Regions from separate parts of the Mus musculus genome. Here regions 1 and 3 are each linked to region 2. A link is a contact called in public Hi-C and promoter capture Hi-C data. All regions are on one chromosome and are shown on one strand. Each heading gives the region's core, a stretch centred on a gene start, on an enhancer-like site or on the middle of the called end of the contact. The rest is flanking DNA. Distances are from core to core; before and after follow the strand shown. Region 1 overlaps Dip2b (disco interacting protein 2 homolog B). Region 2 overlaps Slc11a2 (solute carrier family 11 (proton-coupled divalent metal ion transporters), member 2). Region 3 holds the start of Pou6f1 (POU domain, class 6, transcription factor 1).

Evidence for each region. A called contact is a pair of places that touch in the nucleus more often than the background predicts. Capture Hi-C pulls out chosen DNA fragments and counts their contacts.
Region 1: a contact with region 2 is called in a promoter capture Hi-C map of adipose tissue. The contact joins two enhancer-like sites. A contact is called at or near these places in 1 of 115 datasets of contacts at active chromatin or transcription factors (extraembryonic endoderm stem cells) and 3 of 9 other capture datasets (adipose tissue, embryonic stem cells and liver).
Region 3: a Hi-C map of liver shows a contact between it and region 2, with 1.9 times the contacts expected there. The contact joins the promoter of Pou6f1 here to the enhancer-like site in region 2. A contact is called at or near these places in 4 of 484 Hi-C or Micro-C datasets (Th1 cells, liver, memory CD8 T cells and 1 more), 8 of 115 datasets of contacts at active chromatin or transcription factors (bone marrow-derived macrophages, embryonic stem cells, extraembryonic endoderm stem cells and 3 more) and 3 of 9 other capture datasets (adipose tissue, embryonic stem cells and pancreatic islet).

Annotation. Positions count from the first base shown.
Region 1 is chr15:100,166,472-100,169,327 of GRCm38.p6, reverse strand. It overlaps Dip2b (disco interacting protein 2 homolog B), which reads right to left. Exons shown (of 38, transcript NM_001159361.2): 13 at 1,370-1,472; 14 at 1-61. Among named protein-coding and RNA genes, the nearest start is that of Atf1, 60 kb to the left of the region's middle. Within about 2 kb of position 1,372, at least 76 of the 459 cell types and tissues checked have an H3K27ac peak or open chromatin away from gene starts, as enhancers often do. A contact at or near this core is called in adipose tissue, where this site is marked.
Region 2 is chr15:100,402,051-100,404,900 of GRCm38.p6, reverse strand. It overlaps Slc11a2 (solute carrier family 11 (proton-coupled divalent metal ion transporters), member 2), which reads left to right. Exons shown (of 17, transcript NM_008732.2): 9 at 938-1,093; 10 at 1,562-1,720; 11 at 2,517-2,603. Among named protein-coding and RNA genes, the nearest start is that of Slc11a2, 20 kb to the left of the region's middle. Within about 2 kb of position 1,385, at least 30 of the 459 cell types and tissues checked have an H3K27ac peak or open chromatin away from gene starts, as enhancers often do. A contact at or near this core is called in adipose tissue, bone marrow-derived macrophages and liver, where this site is marked.
Region 3 is chr15:100,598,530-100,601,271 of GRCm38.p6, reverse strand. It overlaps Pou6f1 (POU domain, class 6, transcription factor 1), which reads left to right and starts at 1,288. Exons shown (of 11, transcript NM_001304965.1): 1 at 1,288-1,509.

The sequences.
Region 1 (2,856 bases), core at 123-2,622, 240 kb after region 2:
AACATGCCATGCCACAGCCCAGCGTCCTTCTTAAAGTCTAAAACATTTACTACAGTTTCTCCTGCAAGAGAAAAGATGGAGGGGAACAGAAGGCAGCCATGGTTAGCAGAGAGTGACGTCCCACGCCTTGCCCCTAGCAAGCATGAGGTGCTTTTGGAAAAACAATTAGATCAGTGTCTCCCTGATGCTGAGACCCCTACAGACTGGCTGGAGGATGGTGACAGTGTGATGCGGTCACAGAAGAAACACTACCGTAGAAACCTTTAGCACTGAGGGACTTTATTCAGAGGTTTTTTCCTAATGAAATAAAGACCATGTGTTTGTTTAGAAACTCTGGAAATTTCAAGTATATGTAAAAAGTTTACTTCTTAGAAAAACATTAAATATTGTTCTATATAAAAAACCTATGTATACAAATGTCTACTTCTAGATACCTATAGATAGATTATGAACATAATAAAGTAGGTATACATAAGTCTGCATCTAACTGTTTTCACTGAATGAAGATCTCCCCATGTTCCTAACATTTGGGAACTTGAGTTTCGGCCCCAGCAGAGCCTATGAGGGAGCGCACTCATCACGAGCAAAAAGCCTTGCCCGTGGCGTCTAGGTTGTCCCCATACACACATATGCACATATTTTAGAATCTGGCAGGAATGCCACCCAGAAAGGCACACAGTCACCTTTCCTGTGCAAAGGGAAAGGAAACACTAAAAGTGAACGTGGAAAAGCACATCTGGAAGTAAGCACTGAAGACAGATCCTGCAGCCCAGGCCAGAATGCTGGCACGAGGGAGCTCAAGTTGGAGGCCAGCCTGAACTCTTACTACGAAATGTTCACTTACATGCCAGAAGTTTCACATTACTGTGTTTTATATTTTTTGAGATGGGGGTCTCAACTCTCGCCATAGCTCAGGCTAGTTAGAACTTGCTACATACCCCGGGCTGGCCTGTTAGCAGTGCCGGGTGACAGCTGTGGGCCGCATCACTTGGCTCTGGATGCTTTCTGTTTTAATTTGCATCTTTGGGCCTGGATTTCTTGGACTATGCTTAGCTTGAAGGTTTACATGGGAAGATGGGAACATCCAAGACTCCACAGCTTACAGACACACGGTTCTAATTGAGGTTTTCTATTTCTGTACTCTAGAAATCATACTTTATATATCTGGTTTATCCAGAAGTTTATTTAAATTACAAGATTTTTTTTTAAATTTATTTTGTAACAAAGAAGGCAAAAGCAAGCCAAGAATGTGTCCTGGAACATTTCCCTCGGAATTTATTCGTTAAATGTAGTCCAATCACCAAGTGGGTGCTCACAGTCACATGTATCTGAAGCTAACAATGAGGGCAGTCATGGGATGAGGTCTGACCTTCAGAATAATTGCAGGCCTGTGACAGAGCTTGGCACTGAGACAGCATTGCGAGCCGCGACACCGTGACTCCCATCACACTCCCTTCTTTGCTTGTTTTATACTAGAAAAATAAAATAAAAATAAAACTGTAAGAAGCATAATAAGATGGGTTATTATCAACAATAGAATTCAGAACCCAAACCTAAACCCTGACAAACCATCACAATGGGCTTAATTTTACAGGCTGAATAGGAACATTTAAGGCTTTGCACTCGGACCTCAAACTCTGGTCAAATAAAGCCAAGACTGGAGAACACTGAAGCAAGTATCAAAGACCTCAAAGTTCAGTCACTCATCAACGTGACGAGACACGAGCTGTGTGGACAGAAGCATAACACCAAATACAGCCACTCTGCAGTATCTGTGGGGGTCAGTCCCAGACGCGACTCATGCTCCCCTTCTTACACAGAATGATGGCGTGTTTGTCTGCATCTTTAGATTGCCTATGAAACCTACCGCTCTGCTGATGTCATGTGAACACTGCTAGGCTGCACTGAGCTCAAGCCTTGAATGATTCGGAATGCTAGCTCCATGGTGAAGATAGCTCTGCAAAGCTAGTGTGTAAGATGTGGGCCCCGAGGCTAGGGCTGTAGCTCAGTGGTGAATACCTGCCTAGCTGCTTAAGACACTGGGTTGGATCCCTTAGGACCACAGAAATTCTAAAGCCAGAAAGACCTGGCACCTCAGGCCCTATGCTTGCCTACAACAGTCCCACTTTGTTTTTATCCTCAGTGTTCCTTCCAAGTTGTTTTTATCAAGCTCATCAGCCTTTCTGACGTCAGATCCAGAAGGTAATTTACCCACCGACACCCTTAGCTCTTGTGTCTCCTGGTCTCTCCCTGTCAGTGCTCTGGCTATCTCTCAGTTATTTTTCTCCTTCTCTGAGACAAGGTCTCAGCATGGAGCCCAGGTTTGTCTGCGACTTGTGCCTCAGAGTCTCATCTTACCCAGAATCATCTCTGACATAGCCTTAGATGCTGGCACTCCTGAAGATTTCCACCTCCTTCCTACCTTCCTGCCATTGGGGTGTTGCACCCCTTGCTAACTAACACCTGCCCCAGGCATCCTGCTGGTGGGCCTCTAGCCACAGGGCAGCATGCTGCCAACATTCTATCCATCCCAGCACCTATGAGAACTCTCTGTATTTCCTTCCTTCCTGTTTTAGACAGGGCCTTACTATGTAGCCCTGGCTGTCCTGGAATTCATTCTGTAGTCCAGCTGGCCTTGAATTCATAGAGATCCACCTGCCTTTGCTTCCTGAGCAAGGACTACAGGCATGCACCGCATGATGCCCGAGTCTGTCTGTATCTTCTCTTTAACTGAAGGACTCAGCCATTTATCTAGGTGCCAAACCAGGAATGTGAGTGTTTCTTGCCCTCTCTCTATTAAGGATCAGCTGGCGAATTTGGCTGACCCTGCTTGCCCCCTCCCTTCAGCAATACCTA
Region 2 (2,850 bases), core at 136-2,635:
TCTGTGAGGTTAGTTTTCCCAGATTGTCCCAAGAGAATTCTAGCCTGTCTTTCAAGAGGAATCCTGACCCAAGAGGAAGTTGGAGTGAGCAGTGCTCGGGAACAACCTGAGCCCCACCCCTGCACACCCATGTGCTCAGAGACAACCTGCCCCCTCTTCCCGGCACCCGTGTGCTCGGAGACAACCCACTCCCACATCCTCACAGCAGGCAGCATCGCTGACTTCCAGATGGGCAGAGAAGAGCAGCGTGGGGTAGACCTGGACTGTAGTTGCTGGGCCTGTGTCGGCAGCTACAGTGATGCAGATAACGGCAGCCAGACCTTCCCTAGCTCCTTACCTCAGAACACTGTGTTCTCTGCACATCTTCACTGTACTTTTTAAAGTGTAATGTAACATATTCAGAAAATACAGGACTGTATTTTCCTCTGAGCCCCATATTAGTTATCTTTGTGTAATTGTAACCAAAATACTGTGGAAAATAACAGGAGGAGGGAAGGTCTGTTTAGCTAGGGTTTCGGAGGGCTTGGTCTGGCCTGTAGTTCCTTGGGCAGATGTGTGTGGGAGACTCTACCTCAGTGCAGACAGGAAGCAGGGCATGGCTTGCCCCCATTGACCTACATCTAGGTAGGCTACATCTGTCAGTGTTTCCACCACCTCTCCAGATAGTAAAGGCAGATAGGGCCCGAGTCCGGTTATGAGCCTGTGGCAGGCAGTTTATACTCAGACCACATCAGCCCTTCATTCCATTTCACTGATGATGCTGAGGTCAAACTCAGGGCCGTGCGCATTCTGTTGAGTACTTGCCGACTCCATATTCTCCATATTCCGGGCAGTTGTTACAGAAGGTGGGGACTAGTAAAGGCTGCCAGTGTCTGCCTAGGACTGTTCTCCCACTTCGTGCTGCAGTGAAGGCTAATGGTGTTGTGTTGCTGTATAGTACATTACAGTGAAGCCCAGCCAGAGCCAAGTACTCAGGGGCATGTTCGTGCCGTCCTGTCCAGGGTGCCGCACCCCTCAGGTGGAGCAGGCGGTGGGCATCGTGGGAGCTGTGATCATGCCGCACAACATGTACCTGCATTCTGCCTTAGTCAAGGTGAGCCACGCCCCTCGGCATCTACTGTTAGAGCTCTGAAGGAGCAGTCCTTCTCAGGCTGGCTGGCCAGTGTTTACCACCAAATTGACCAGGAAATGTGACCCACAAAAGGCTGGGCTAGTGTTCTTCAGGGAAGGCCTGGAAGTCTTGAGGTGGGGAGGAGGCTTGCCCAGCAAGGCAGGCAGGTGCTCCTTTGCTGAGCCTTGGAGGTTAGTCCAATAGCCATGGCTGAGGTTAGTCTGTGGTCCTTCCACAGTCTCTGGGCGCTCAGGAGTCACATGGTCACTGGCTCCCCCATTTGGGAGTTGTGCAATGTTTTCAAAGGTCAAGGAGTCCCCGTGACTCGGAGCTAAGGCCTCTTTTTCGTCTCGTCGGTTGTCTGATCAGACTTTCAGCTGACTGCAGACTTCTGAGTTGTTAGAGACTTTGTGCCTCTGGTGGAAATGACCACCGCTGCTCTCTCTCTAGTCTAGACAGGTGAATCGGGCCAATAAGCAGGAAGTGCGGGAAGCCAATAAGTACTTCTTCATCGAGTCCTGCATCGCGCTCTTTGTTTCCTTCATCATCAATGTCTTTGTCGTGTCCGTCTTTGCTGAAGCATTTTTTGAGAAAACCAACAAGCAGGTGGTGAGTGCCAGGGTCGTGGGTGGGAGGTGAGTGCCATGGTGAACTGCATGCTGGGGTGGGGCAGACAAGAGCAATGGCCTGGAACCCAAAGGAATCTGTCTGAAGCCTAGGTGTCACCCACTTATTTGTTACAGTGCAGCCAGTCTGTGGTGGGGGCTGTGGACGCCTGTTGGGGGCTGGGAGGAGCTGGCCTTGGACTCACACTTGCCTCCCGCTTTCATCCTGGCATTTCTGTTCCTTCCTGTTAACTTCTGCCAGCCTGTCTGCTCCTCCTAATGGTTGAGCTGAGGCCAGGTTACAGGGAGTCCTCAAAACAGAAGCACAGGCTATGCAGGACAAGACTCGGGTCATTTAGAATTCTGTGTCCTCTTAATTCCTGCTGCCTACGTATTTTGTTAGTTTGGTTTTTCTTTGAGTTTTTTGTTTGGGGTTGAATCCAGGACCCTGTGCACGCATGTACGGTGGTGCTAAAGCTGGCGTTCCACCTCCGCCTCGCCCAGTCCTACCTAGTCTTACCTACCACTCTTTATTCTACAAGACCTTTGACCCCTGCTTGTGTCTGACTCCTGACATCTCTTACGTTTGAAGCCTTCTTGATGCTTTGGGATAGTAAAGCCTCGGGAAGGGTTGCAGGCGGCTGTGCAGTCGGCAGTGCACCGGCAGTGCACCGGCTGTGCCTGCGTCGTGGCCCTCCTGGGGTGTGACCTCCAGCTTGTCTCACAAGACAGATAAGGGACCTCTTATCTGGTTCTTATTTCTGAAATATAAATTGTTCTTAAACTGCTTCGGGTTTTAGGTTGAAGTCTGCAAAAATAACAGCAGCCCCCATGCTGACCTCTTTCCCAGTGACAACTCTACTCTGGCTGTGGACATCTACAAAGGGGTAAGCGTGCTGTTTGCACTCTCTACTTTGGGGGAGATGGTAGCATAATCTCTGGCCTCGGAGTTCATTTCAGATCTGAGCATAGCTCCTGAGTATTTTATTTTGGGGGCCCATATGCCAGGAACATATTTGGGGTTCTGTGAGGGCCGAGTTGGGGGTGGTAGCTGGTAGAAGTGGGCTGAAAGGCTGCACAGTGGGGACACTGAAGTTGTGCAGGTATTGATTGGAATGGCAGAGGAGGAGCTTG
Region 3 (2,742 bases), core at 39-2,538, 200 kb before region 2:
TGGGACGGTGCCCGGCTCAGGCTACCTCTGTTTGTAAAACTAAACTGTATCGTTTGCCTAGACCGCAAATGGATGGACGCGCTGGGATAAAACCCCAAGCTTTCTGGTTCTTGACCCTTTAGTTAGTCTCACCCGCAGTGCCTCCTCCATGGCCCCAGGAAAACAGCGGACAGCCCAGCTCTGCGGCACCAGTAGCCAGCATGATGCAGGCAGCCTGGAGTGTACCTGTTGGTCAAACCCAGCCGATGCTGCTCCCCTCTCCTCCTGAGTGTGTGCTTCCACTGGAGACGTTTAAGGGACTGTCTGGCAAGGGCTCTACAGTTCATCATTTCTCCTATTGCTGCTTCTGCACGGCCTACCGAGATCATCCTAGACCACGGAAGCACGGGTGTGGGGTGAGGGCGAAGAGGGAAACACTGTTGGGAATCCACTTGGCTGCGTTGATAACGCTCTTCTCTGGTGACTCCCTTCATTCTTTCTCGCTCTCCTGGTCTTCCTTCTTTTGTCCATTATGTCCCAAACCTTCGTTCCCCTGGCCCCTAATCGGCCTCTGAGTCTCCCTCTACCTTCAAAAGTCAGTAGATATAACAAACCCTCCCCACCATCACGGTCCCCAAAACAGTGGCTTGTTTTTCTCCATCGCGTCAAACTTTGCCTTTCTTTTCACACCTTCGTGTGCTGCTTGACTAGCCCGCAGGCTGCAGGTGGGACCCCGCCCCTCCTGAAGGTGGGAAAGCGAGCTAGCTCAGCAGAGCGTCCGGGACCCTGGTCCCTCTGGGATGTGCACAGCTGCTCCGGAGACCCTGAGCCTTAGTGACGTCCGAGTTCCCTCTCCTTTACGGCCTAGAGGACAGACGTGAACTTGAGGTTGGCCGTTGAGAAGGGCAGTTGACCACCAGAGAGTCACGGTTGTCACTGCTCAATCCTCGGCTGAAGGGAAGGCGACACGGGGTCCCCTATCGAGACTCCAGTCCTGCTCTCCAAGGGGGCTGAGTCAAGCGGCCCCACAGGCCCTGGGTCCCAGTCCCCGCGAGGCCTGGGGTTCCTACCCACCCCCACGCGCAGCTCGCAGCTTCCCAGACCCCCCCTCCTTTTCCTGACCGCCGCCCCCGGCGGCTGGCGCGGGAGGTGCAGCATGCGGCAAAGCGCTTTGCATAAATTATGCTCATGACGCAGCAGCTAAAAAAATCCAAGTAGCAGAAGGAGGGAAAGGGGGGGAGGGAGGAGGGGGCGAGGAGGGGACTGCACCTGGCCGCCCCCGCCCCCGGCGTCCCGGCCCGTGCGTGGCCCGCAACCCACCGCCGCTCCGCTCTGCCAGCCCCGGCGGGGGGCTCAGGGGGCGGCGGGTCCCGAGTGGCTCCGGGCCGAGCGAGCCGGGCCGAGCCGCTCCGGCTTCTTTGTCTGCGGGCGGCCGCCCCGGCCGCGGCCCCCTGGCCCGGGCTGGGGGATGAGTGTCTAGCCGGTGGCCGCTGGGCAGCCGGGGAGCGGGAGGCTGGGCTTCGGGCTCCGGTGAGTAGCGGGGTCCGGGGCGGGGAGGGCTTTGCACGGAGGGGGAGGGGGCCGGGCAGGGGAGGTTTCGAATTTGGTTAATATGCAATGCCCGTAATTAGCATAATTTATATATTTATGATAAAGAGAGAAAAAGGCGCGGGGCCGGGGCGGCGGGCTGCGGCCCCGGAGGCTGGAGCTCTGGGAGTCGAGGGCCGCGCTCTGCCCACCTGGGGCCGCAGACCCCGGGCCGCACCCTGGTCTCCGGTCCCCGCGGACACTCGAGGAGGGGCGGCCGCTTGGGTGGACGCCCTGCCCTGGTGGGGGGCGGGGTGTCGGGGAGAGGCACGTAGAGTCCTGGATCCCGGGACGCTTGGGTTCCCTGGCGACCTGTCACCGCTACTCCGGAGAAAGGGCTGGTGGGACTCTGGGGGGCAGAGACCTCGCTGTCACTGGAAGGATGGGGGAATGGTGGGAGGGTCACCGTCGATCAGAGCGTGAGCACTTCATAAATATTTAATGACAGTATTAGTATTAATAATGTCATAAAACGGGCCCACTATCTCCTCCCGGGACATTTGCACCTGGCAAGGCTGAGGGATCTCCAGAGTGGCTTCTAAGCCACTTCAGCGCTAAGATCGCCTCCTCGGGCTTGGGTGGGAAGCCTGAAACCTTTACAGAGTAGTCGCTGCAGCTGGGCAGGAGAAAATGAAAGCCTGCTCAAAAGCTTCCCTAGGCCAAAGACAGGAAGCTCCTAGCAGACACAGAGACTGTAGCCTGTTGGCTCCCTGGCATTCCTTGCTCACAAAATAGAAGGCGGGGCCCCCAGTTCCATGCATATATACCCGTCGCTTTGGTAATCTACGACAGTCAACACTGCAAACCGGCATGCTGGGCGTGTATTCCGTTTTGATTGAAGTTTGTGAGCAGGATATTTCTGTGACTCGGGGGCCTCTTTACATATGTAAAGCAGAATCACATTCATTCCTTCTATGGTACTTCAATAAAAAAAAATCAGTGTGCGAGAGCCGCACTCAGACAAAGCCCCACCTGTCCTGGAAGGAGCAAGACAAACAAACTCGGAAAAAAACAAAAAAAAAAAAATCAGATCAGGTAAAGCCAGAGAGAGAGAAACAGAGAAGACACGCTGGTTTCTGTTTCTTCCTAGAGGCACTAACTATTTGGCAACTAAGAAAAGTAAAACTGTTGATGCACAGCTGTAACCCCAGCAGCCAGGTGTGAAACTGCAGCCGG